Linked DNA regions of Mus musculus: region 1 is linked to region 2. Evidence: chromatin contacts called from public Hi-C data. All regions are on one chromosome and are shown on one strand. Each heading gives the region's core, a stretch centred on a gene start, on an enhancer-like site or on the middle of the called end of the contact. The rest is flanking DNA. Distances are from core to core; before and after follow the strand shown.

The links. Hi-C and Micro-C count contacts between places; a contact is called where the count stands out from the background.
Region 1: a contact with region 2 is called in a Hi-C map of liver, with 2.0 times the contacts expected there. The contact joins two enhancer-like sites. A contact is called at or near these places in 1 of 15 datasets of contacts at CTCF or cohesin (CD8 T cells), 23 of 484 Hi-C or Micro-C datasets (B cells, the G1E-ER4 cell line, the N1E-115 cell line and 17 more), 5 of 115 datasets of contacts at active chromatin or transcription factors (the HPC-7 cell line, embryonic stem cells and extraembryonic endoderm stem cells) and 3 of 9 other capture datasets (adipose tissue, liver and pancreatic islet).

Annotation. Positions count from the first base shown.
Region 1 is chr4:123,644,882-123,650,400 of GRCm38.p6, reverse strand. The region is part of intron 1 of Macf1 (microtubule-actin crosslinking factor 1); the gene reads left to right. It also overlaps the pseudogene Gm35241. Among named protein-coding and RNA genes, the nearest start is that of Gm12925, 18 kb to the left of the region's middle. Within about 2 kb of position 3,125, at least 6 of the 459 cell types and tissues checked have an H3K27ac peak or open chromatin away from gene starts, as enhancers often do. A contact at or near this core is called in liver, where this site is marked.
Region 2 is chr4:123,586,046-123,591,746 of GRCm38.p6, reverse strand. The region is part of intron 1 of Macf1 (microtubule-actin crosslinking factor 1); the gene reads left to right. Among named protein-coding and RNA genes, the nearest start is that of Mir6398, 28 kb to the left of the region's middle. Within about 2 kb of position 2,051, at least 91 of the 459 cell types and tissues checked have an H3K27ac peak or open chromatin away from gene starts, as enhancers often do. A contact at or near this core is called in liver, where this site is marked.

The sequences.
Region 1 (5,519 bases), core at 1,876-4,375, 58 kb before region 2:
CCAGGGGCTGGAATTTCCCTACATTTCTTCAGCATTCTTTTGGAAGAATTAGACAGAGGGACAGCAAGCTCCTATCTCTCAGTTCTTCTTCTTGGATTATTTTATAGGCTTCTAGGAAAGGATAAGGTGATAGAAACAGTTTGGGGCCAGGCATGAATTGGTCTTGGTGAAGGGATATGAGGCCAGTTCTGGTACTGCTGAGCTCAGGTTCTGTGTTAGAGAAAATAGCCATAGGTACAGAACTCAGAGGACTAACAGAGGCAAAAAGAAAGTAGTATGTAGTAGTATGTAGTAGTTGTTGCCTTTGCTTACATATGGTAAGAGCAAAACTGAAGTGCCTGCATTCTTTTTTGTTCCCCCACTTCCCCCTTTCCCGGCAGAGTTTAGAGTTTTTCTGTGTAGCTCTGGCTATCCTGGAACTAACTCACTCTGTAGACCAGGCTGGCCTCAAACTCACAGAAATCTTCCTGCCTCTGCCTCCTAAGTGCTAGGATCAAAGGTGTGCACCACCACTCAGTTTCTTTTTCTTAATTACATCTTGTTTGTTTTCTGACTTTAAAGATGCTATGGTACCGGGGGCTGGAGAGGTAGCTCTGTGGTTAAGAGCCCTGACTACTCTTCCAGAGATTTCCAACACCCACGTGGCAGCACACAATTATCTGTCCGGTCTCAATCAATCCCAGGGGAATCTGATAACTTATGCAGGCTGCAGGCATTGCATGTAATCGGTACACATACATAATATGCAGGCAAAGCACCCATGCATACATAAACATCAAATCAAAACAAACCAAAATGAGATGCTATAGTACCTTCAACAAATAGGCTGATGATGATTAAAAAAGTTCAATAAAAGCTCCAGAGATTGGGAGGTAAGTAATGATTTGATTATGGTCTTTAAATGTAACAATGTTTTTCTTGCCATTCATTCTTTAATTTTTTTTTTTTTTTTTTGTATTTTGAGACAGGGTTTCTCTGAGTAGCTCCGGCTGTCCTGGAACTTACTCTGTAGACCAGGCTGGCCTGGACTCAGAAATCCGCCTGCCTCCCATGTGCTGGGATTAAAGACGTGCGCCCCCACTGGCCCAGCGGCATTCAACAACTTTCATTGCGACTATTTCCTGTGCTTCTTTCCACCTGTCATCTCCTCAGCTCTACTGTTATACAGCAGTCCAAAGCTGTTACCTCTTACTTGGACTGCTACATAGTTGCTATTAATTGGTCTGACTTAACTATTTCTCAGAAAGCTTTTTTTCACATTCAAATCAGAGAAGTAAACCTCAGAAGTATGAAAGTAGCTATGGTCGGCAGCTCTCCACCCCCAAGAATTGGGAAGGTTGAAGCAGAGGGATTGTATGGAATTTGAGACCAGTCTTACAGTCTTACCTATAGAGTGATGCCTCCATTTTCTTTTTTTTTTTTTTAAAGATTTATTTATTATATGTAAGTACACTGTAGCTGTCCTCAGACACTCCAGAAGAGGGCATCAGATTTCGTTACAGATGGTTGTGAGCTACCATGTGGTTGCTGGGATTTGAACTTGGGACCTTCAGAAGAGCAGTCGGCACTCTTAACCATCGAGCCATCTCACCAGCCCGAGGCCTCCATTTTCTACAACAAAAAATACAAAATTGCTGGGCTTGGTGGTGCACGCCTTTAATCCCAGCACTCTGGAGACAGAGGCAGGTGGATTTCTGAGTTCAGTTTGAGGCCAGCCTGGTCTACAAAGTGAGTTCCAGGACAGCCAGAGCTACCCAGAAAAACCCTGTCTCGAAAAAACAAAACAAAAAACCAAAAACCAAAACAACAACAACAACAACAAAAAAATAATCAGGTAGAATTTTTTTTTTTTTTTTTTTTGGCTTAAAAAGTCCTACCATGGACCCAGAGAGATGGTTTAAGGCCTGCCTAAGATACTGAATGAGTCTACCCTGGGCAACTTTTAGTGAGATCTATCACAAAATTTATAAAGGAGAAGAAATATAAAAGGCTGGGGGTGTAGTTTCATGGCCGAGTGTACGCCTAGGTGTGGGAGGCTCAGGATTCAGTACCCAGTACAAACCAGAAGCAAAAGCTTCCTTAGCAAGTCCCCATTGCCTGTGTGATAATGACTGAATCCACAACAAAGCCTGTGGTAGTTCAGTTCTGCCTCTTGGCCTTTTCCTTGCTCTTTTCTCTTTATCACTGTGAAGCCATGTTCAGCTTCCTTAGCTTGCAGGGGTGGAGAATGTTGCTGTGTTTGCTTTGCTTATATTTTGTTTCTCTCTTGAAATTCTTTTGTACCTGTTAAACTAACCTGTCAGCAGGATGTTAAACACAATTCAAGCTAGGCCTTGGTAGTACAGGCTGAATTCTCAGCTACTGGAGAGAGTTGGGCTAGGAGTAATAACTAGGTCAAGGCCTACCTAGCTAGGCAACTTAATGAAACCTGCTTTGAAATAAAGAACCTAAAAGTTAACTGGTAGGGCACTTGTCTAGCAGACGTGAGACCCTGGGTTCAATGTCCAGTACTGCCGAAGCCATGGGGAAACAGCCCAGTAACCAGGCAATCATTGTTAGGAAATGCTTCTCTCGGTTGTGTATAACTTCATTACTTATGTGCTTGCCTTTTCGCACTAGACTCTCTGTTCCCTAGCTGTGCTTAGCATTGCATTTAGGATGTACAGGTACAGCATACATGCTGATGAATGAACACTGTACACACAGATTCCTCACACAAAGTAAAACCTTGTCTAAAATGAGAGTATACTATAGCTTAATGACTGCGCTTATTCTAAATGCTTGGAACCAGAAGTATTTTGATAGACTTTTAAAAGTAATTTACTTTTGTGTGCACTGGTGTTCTCTGCCTGTATGTATGTCTGTGTGAGGGTATTGGATCCCTGGACTGGAATTACAGACAGTTGTGAGCTGCCATGAGAAGGGAATTGAACCTGGGTCCCTTAGAAGAGCAGCCAGGCTTTTAACTGCTGAGTTATCTCTTTAGCAATCAGTGCCCCTCTGCGTATTTCGAAATTTTTGAGTTTGAAGATTTCTTTTTTTTTTTGATGGTGGAGATTGAAGCCAGGCCCCAGGCATGCAAAGCATGTGCTCTGCCTCTGAACTACACTCTTATCTCTAAAGCAGTTCTAGTGAACCCTGTTTGTGTACTTTCTCACCTGAGGTCAAGTGTAGAATTTTCATTTATGAGATCATGTAGATTTTTAGAGAGTTTTGGCTTTGGCATCATTTTGGACTTAAGTTTTTTGTTTTTGTTTTTGTTTTTCAAGACAGGATTTCTCTGTAGCCTTGGCTGTCCTGGAACTCACTTTGTAGACCAGTCTAGCCTTGAACTCAGAAATCCGATTGCCTCTGCCTCCCAAGTGCTGGGATTAAAGGCATGCGCCACCACGCCAGCTTGGACTTCAGTTTTTAATTAGAGGTGTTCAACCTGTGTTTAGATGATAGAAGACATTTTGTTATCCTAAGGACAATGACATGAGATCTTGAGGATTGTGTATTATTTTTGTACTTTAAAGTTTCAATTCAGGGTCTAGCCTTGGCAATTCCAGTACTTTGGAGGCAGAGGTGGGAAGATTGCCACAAATTTGAACCCAGGTTGGTTTACTTTTCAGTAACCCTATAGTTTACTATAGGTTAAAACTGTGGAGTTCCAGGCCAGTTAGGATTACAGCGAGACCTAGCATCAAAACACAATAAATGGATAGATGGATGGAGAGACAGACAATTCAAAATTTTCAGTTTGGGAATAACAAAACAAAATTAGCTTTAGAGGGGCTGGAGAGATGGCTCAGTGATTAAGAGCACTGACTGCTCTTCCAGAGGTCCTGAGTTCAAATCCCAGCAACCAAACGATGGCTCACAACCATCTGTAATGAGCTCTGATGTCCTCTTCTGGTATGTCTGAAGACAGCTACAGTGTACTTATATATAATAAATAAATATTTTTTAAAAAGTTAGCTTTAGAAACACAGCCATGGCTAGTCTAGTGGGTATTTGTAGAGGCATCTCTGGATCCTGAAGGCTGACAGCTTCCTAATAAATCCCAAGGCTTGATCTTCTTTTAGTTTGTTGCTTAAGAAAACATCAAATGTCACATTTTTTCTTCAATGTGAATTACTTCATACAGTATTGTCAAGAAAAGGACCAGAAGAATTTTTTTAAAGATTTATTTTATTTATATGAATACATGGTAGCTGTCTTCAGACACACCAGAAGAGGGCGTTAGATCTCATTACAGATGATTGTGAGCCACCATGTGGTTGCTGGGAATTGAACTCAGGACCTCTGGAAGAACAGTCAGTGCTCTTAACCACTGAGCCACTAGAAGGATTTTTTGATGACAAAGATTTGTGTGTGTGTGTGTGTGTGTGTGTGTGAGAGAGAGAGAGAGAGAGAGAGAGAGAGAGAGAGAGAGAGAGAGAGAGAGAGAGAGAGAGAGAGGTGGGGGGTGTCAAATCTGGAGCTTCATGGACCTACTAGCAGCAAAGGAACAAAAGTAATGAAGGCCCACACAAGCTTTGATATGTCCCACTGAAGGGAAAAAACATGCTTCTAACTCTAGAGCAGGAGGCCAGACAGAGATTGCCAATGCCTTGTTCAGAGCACTTAGAAAAGGTTGTTGCTTCCATGGATGCTTTGGGTAAAGCTGCCCAGGGGAGGGAAGATGCTTATGCCATCTTTAGACTGGTTAAGACAGTGAGACCTGGTGCTTAGAAAAGGGGCATTTGTTGAATGACTCATCTGGCACAAATTCAAGCTGTGGCCTCTAACTTGGGACCTAAATAAAAGATATAACAGGAAAGGATTCTTTGTGATGCCTTATGTGGATTGTTTTGTCAGACTAAGAGTTGAGCAACAAGCCCACATTGAAGCAAGAAAGAAAGGTTTACAGAAGTCCAGAGGTCAGGCATTGTCCTAGATGCTGTCCAGGAGTATGGTTTCGTTGTTCTTGCAGCACAGTCTGAGTTCTCGAATCTGGTGAGCAGTTTAGAAAGGAATGTTCCAGCCAGGTGTGGTGGCACAGGCTTCTAATTCCAGCACTTGTGAGGCAGAGGCAGGTGGGTCTCTTGAGTTCAAGGTTAGCTTGGTCTTCAGAGCAAATTGTCCTAGGACAGCCAGGTTTACACAGAGAAACGGTGTATGGTGATGGGGTGGGGTGGGGTGTTCTTGTTAAAAAATAAGTAAAATAAACCCAAAATTAACCATTCTCCCTAAAAAAAAAAAAAGCAAAGATATTTGTTCACTAGCTCTAATTATCCTTTAGCTCTTAGAAGAGTACCTGTCTGGTATGACAGATGTAAATTCTCACCCTTTTTACTGATAAGAGACTGGTAAGAACCTAGTAACTAGTTCAAGGTCAGGTGGCCATTAGTATTAAAACCAACTCTCTTCCCTTGTTGAGGCAGTTTACCTATGTAGCCCAGCCTGGTCCTCCAGCCCTAGCCTTTCTAAGAGTCTGGGATCACAGATCTGTGATATCACACTGAGTTGTTGTTGTTTTGGAGCTGGAGAGAGCT
Region 2 (5,701 bases), core at 802-3,301:
TCTAGAAAATGAGAAAACATAACTTAAAAGAAAATGTCTCAATGTAACAGTACAATGAATATACACAAATGGGTTTGTAGTGGTTGGTTTTGTGTTAACTTGACACAAGCTAGAGTCATCAGAGAAGGAGTCTCAGCTGAGGAAATACCTCCATGAGATCTAGCTGTAGGGCATTTTCTCAATTAGTGATGGGGGTGGTGGTGGTGCCCAGCCCGTTGTGAGTGAGGCCATCCGTGGGCTGGTGGTCTTGGTTTCTATATGAAAACAGGCTGGGTAGGGCAACAGCTCCTGGCCTCCAGGTCCTGCCCTGTGTGAGTTCCTGTCCTGGCTTCCTCAGTGATGCACTGCAATGTGGAAGTGGGAACCCAATAAACCCTTTCCTCCCTGTCTTGCTTTTTGGTCGTGGTGTTTCATAATAGCAATAAAACCCTAACTAAGACAATTTTTGTTTGTTTGTTTCCCCAAAGCAGGTGTTTTTCTGTGTATCCCTAGCTGTCCCAAAGCTCACAGGGTGGCCTCAAACTTGGAGATCCGCCAGCTTCTGTCTCCTGAGTTCTGGAAGTGTGTATGCCACCACTACCCAGCTGAAATTGTTTTAAAAGTGAAAAACACTTCATATAATGTGAAAGTATTTGCAAATCATGTTTTTAGTAATGTGCCTATAATTAACACATATGAAGAAAACTTGTAATTCAACAGAAAGAAGATAATTCAATAAAAAACAGGCAGAGGATTGAGTAGCTGTTCTCCAAAGCAAATATACAAATAGCAAGTACAAAGTAAGCATATGAAAATTGTAAACATTACCAGGCCTTAAAGAAATGCAGATTAAGCCATGGTGAGATACACCAACTTCATATTCAGATTGCTATAGCAAGATTGTAAGCCTGGGTTTTTGTTTGTTTTTTTGTTTGTTTGTTTTGTTTTTAAAAGAGATTTATTTATTTGTTTGTATGTGTGTGCATGAGTAAGAGGTGTTTGTGGGGGCCAGCAAATAGATTTGAAAATAAGATGTCAGCTCCTGCTGGACCTGCAATTACCGTAGCTGTGAGCCACCTGATGTTATGAACCAAACTGGGGTCCTCTGGCAGGCAGAGCGGTGATTGCTCTTATCTCTCCAGCCCCGGGTTTACTTACCTTTATTTTCTGTGTATGTGCTTTGCCTGCATGTATGTATGTGCACCATGGGCATGCCTGGTACCCGAGGAAGCCAGAGAGGGACTTGGATCCCTTTGAACTGAAGTTACAGATGGCGTGAGCTGCTATGTGAACACTGGGAATCCAAACTCAGACCGTTGTGCCCAGAGCGTGGATCTTAAACCTGGGATCCTAGTATTTGGAAGTCAGAGGCAGGAAACTCATTGGAAATTTCAGATCAGACAGGGTTACAGAGACCATGTCTACAAAAACAAAACAAAAAAGTGCACATGGGAATAGGTAGAGAAACTGGAACCCTTATTTTGTTGATGGGAATATGAAATATTGCATCTGCTTTAGGAACTTAGCAGTTCTAAAAATATATCCAGGAGAATTGAAAACATACTTTCACAGAAAGGCTTTATAAAGATGTTAATGGCTCAACATGTGTAACAGTGTATACAACCGAATATCCACCAGCTGATGAGTAGATTAAACAAAATGTAGCCATACACTAGAATATATCTTGTTGAACAAAATGCCGATCAGTAGAAGCATGGGCCTACCTTGAGAAGTACATGAGTTTGATTCCATTTATACAGAATAGGCAAACCCCCAGAGACAGTACCTAGGTTCCTGGCTGCTAGAAGCCAGAGGGTCGGGGGGACTGAAAGTGACTGCTGATAAGATGTATGGTTTCTTTTTAGGGATAATGAAATGTCCTACAATTAGATGGTTGCACGATTTTGTGAATATACTAAAATCCTCTGAATTGTAGACTATAAAAATGGTGACTGGTACAGTGTGTTAATTCTCAAAGAAGTTACTGTTAAAAATATTAGAGTAGAGCTGTCATTGCATGGCTCAGCTGGTTCAAGTACCTGCTGCCAAGCCTGATGACTGGAGTTTGATCCCTGGAACCCACACAGTGGAGGGAAAGAACATCTGACCTCCACGTCCATCCCCCCACCACACAAGGAATAAATAAATACATGTAAATTAAGTAAAATTAAAAAAAAAAAACCACCCTGAGGGTGATTTGTACGTCTGAATAGCATTCTGTCAGTTTTTACCTTGCACACTAGGCTACCCTGAATCCTGTAGCTGGAGTGTGGCTATCTTGAGCCCTGGGCAGCGCTGCTACCCGAAACAGGTTTGTAACCATTTACTAAGAGTTACAAGTAAGTTGGTTACAAGTAAGGTGGCATTTTGTAAGCTAAACACTCTGGGGCTGACGTTTTCCTCCCTCCAAGTAACAATGCCCTATTCAACTTCTTACTTCATTCTTTCAACATTTTGTCCCACTGTCGGAGCCAGCTTGGATACTGGTTCCCAGCCACATTCCTAGCTCCAGCAAGAACCACCTCATCCATGAGCTTTCTCTGAAGCATTCTTTCCTGGGTGGTGTGTAAATAAGGTCTGGAAGGGCCTCTGGGTGGCGCCTTCTCCCAGAACACCACTCCAAAAGAATGGCATGCCACAGGCTCCAGCCTGTGTTGGCAGGAAAAGGTGACTCATTTTCATCAAAGGAATTTCAAAGAAAATATAATGACAGGATGATGTCAGAGGAACAGGTGGAGACAGGAACTGTGATTGAGTGTTGAATAGAATGGTTGCCTGGGCAGTGAGAATGATTGACTGGCATAGATCACAGGAAACATCATCACCTGTTTTTTAGTTACCTTCTCAGAAATTCTCGTGTGGGCAGTGTTGTTCATGAGCCCTCAGAGCATGTGGTCGAGTCTGTGCTTGCCTTGGGTGTATCTACCATTGGCCCACAACATCCTGGGCCAGTCATGGACTTTGTTAACTAATGTGCTGTGATCTCATGTGGTTTCTTTCACTCCACACGGCATCCTTCTCTGGCTAGTCAGGTCTGTTTCTGGTAATTGAGTCTCACAGACTTTTTGCTGCTGACCTAGAGGTGCGGCATTTTCTTTAACATAAATACAGGGATTTGCCATGACATCAAAAGCCAGGAGTGCTACCTTATTGCCCAAAGAATTCTGGTTCCCTCCACTGGTTTGAAAAGTTTGATCTTTGGGTTCCCTAACCTAAGTCTTCCCACCCCCACCTTTTTTTTTTTTTGAGTAGAGCGCCCTCCAGTGGTTAACACTGATAAAGCTATTAAAAAGTATGAGTTTTGATACTTTTCATATTGTCAAAGCACTAAAGTTGGTTAAGTACTCAGACTCTTACTTCTATTAGGATTATAAGAGTATGTTCCTAGTCCCCACTATGTTTATATGATTGTACAGTTAGAGGTTAAATCAGTTTACATGACAAGAAAGAACTATTTATTATCTTGTTTGAATTCCAGGCCTCTTAAGGAAGGTCTTGAGGCGATGCTCAGCAGTATTAACTGCTGTTATTTGTTCATCAGAAGGTGCATAGACATAGAGACTTAGGCTGCATGGACTATTCCCAAACTAGAAGATATTACTTCTCCTGAAGATATATCATAAGCAAGACAAAATGTCGAAAAATGCAATTTGAAAGCAAGAGGAGAAAATGTTGCTTGTTTCCTGATAATGTCTTCACACCTGGTGTCTCCTGGCTGGTCAGTCATGAGCTCTACTTTTAGACAGAACTAGTGAGTGCGCTGTGAGTTGAAAACTGGTCACTGGAGTTGAAGGAAGTGAGTCAGGAGAGTGCATCAGGTAGCTGACAGAGAAGGTGCTGACTTCCTGGCCTAGCAATGGTCTCCTCCTTGCCCCCAGCACTTCTCCCTCCTCTCTGTGTGAAAGAACAGATGGTTAACAGAGCTTTAACCTGCAGCGCCAAAGGTCTCAGGGAGAAGTGCTCCCTAGGGTATGTTTAGTTTGGCAGCTCCCAAAGGTAATTGTTGTGATGAAGTTTACGAAGTTATCATTTGACTAACCAGGTCAGATGCATCTGAGCAGAAGTAGTTTGGAACCTCACATGTTCTTGTACCTGGCATCCTTCCCCCTAAAGGACTTTAATGCAGAGGTGGAACATTGACTGGTAATGGAAAACATACTGAGACCCCAGATAATAAAAAGAAAAACCTTAAAAAGTATTTGCTTGGGCTGAAGAGATGGCTCAGCGGTTAAGAGCACTGACTGCTCTTCTGAAGGTCCTGAGTTCAATTCCCAGCAACCACATGGTGGCTCACAACCATCTGTAATGGGAGCTGACGCCCTCTTCTGGTGTGTCTGAAGACAGTGACAGTGTACTTACATAATCAATCAATCAATCTTTGGGCTAGAGCTAAAAGAAAAAGTGTGTGAAGACAGCAACAGTGTATTTACATATAATAAATAAATCTTAAAAAAAAGTATTTGTTCATCTATTCCCTAGTTTTATCACTTTTGTTGATATTCTTCATTTCTGTAGGCTAGCTGGGATTTCTGTATTCCTATAGTCACTTTTCTGACATTTCCAGAAATGTAGATGACCAAAATTCAGAAGAAGTGAATACTCTGTTTCTCCTAGCACCCCATTCAGAAGCTTTATTCTAAAATACTTGTACATTCTTTCCTTTCCACTCTCTTTCTCAATTAGCTTCTCCATTTAGAATGTCAGCTCTTGTTTCAGATTCTTAAAAATCCTCCAGACAATTCCAGGCCTGGCCTCACATGTACAGCTTCTTCTGACTTCTCCAGCAGGCAGTAGCTGTTGATTGAATTTCCTTTTTTAGAAATTGAAAAAAAAATATTTTTTCACTTTATTATATGTGTATATGTGTATACTTGAGAATGCCTGTGTGTATGTGCCAACAGACGTCAGAAGAGAGCATCAGATACCCTGAAATTGAAGTTACAGGCAATTGTCAACCACTATATGGGAGCTAGGAACCACACTCTGGTCTTTTGCAAGAGCATTAAGTTCTCTTAACCTATGAGCCATTCTTTCAGCCCTTGACTGAGTTTACAAAAACCCTTCCAGGGGCTGGCAAGATGGCACTGACTGCTCTTCTGAAGGTTCTGAGTTCAAATCCTAGCAACCACATGGTGCATCACAACCACCCATAATGAGATATGATGCCCCCTTCTGGTGTGTCTGAAGACAGCTACAGTGTATTTATGTATAATAATAAATACATCTTTGGGCTGGAGCAAGTCAGGGACTGAGTGAGCGAAGCTGACCAGAGCGAGCAGGGCGGACGGAGGGAGCAGAGGTCCTAAGTTCAACTCCCAACAGCCACATGAGTCTATACAATCATCTATACAGCTACAGTGTACTCATATACATAAAATAAATAAATAACATTTAAAAACCCTTCCAGAGTTCTTGTAGTCTTGCCATCTTCAGGCTAGAACTCATATTGCTTTGTGTTAAAATAACTTTATATACATGTTATCTCCACTATAGGACTGGCTTTATTTACTTTTTTAAAATTAGATATTTTTCTTTATTTACATTTCAAATGTTATCTTCAGAAAATCCCCTATCCTCTCCTCCCTCTCCATGCTCCCCAACCCATCCACTCCTGCTTCCTGGCCCAGGCATTCCCCTATACTGGGACATGAAACCTTCACAGGACCAAGGGCCTCTTCTCCCATTGATGACCGACTAGGGACTGGCTTTATAAGTGTCTTTT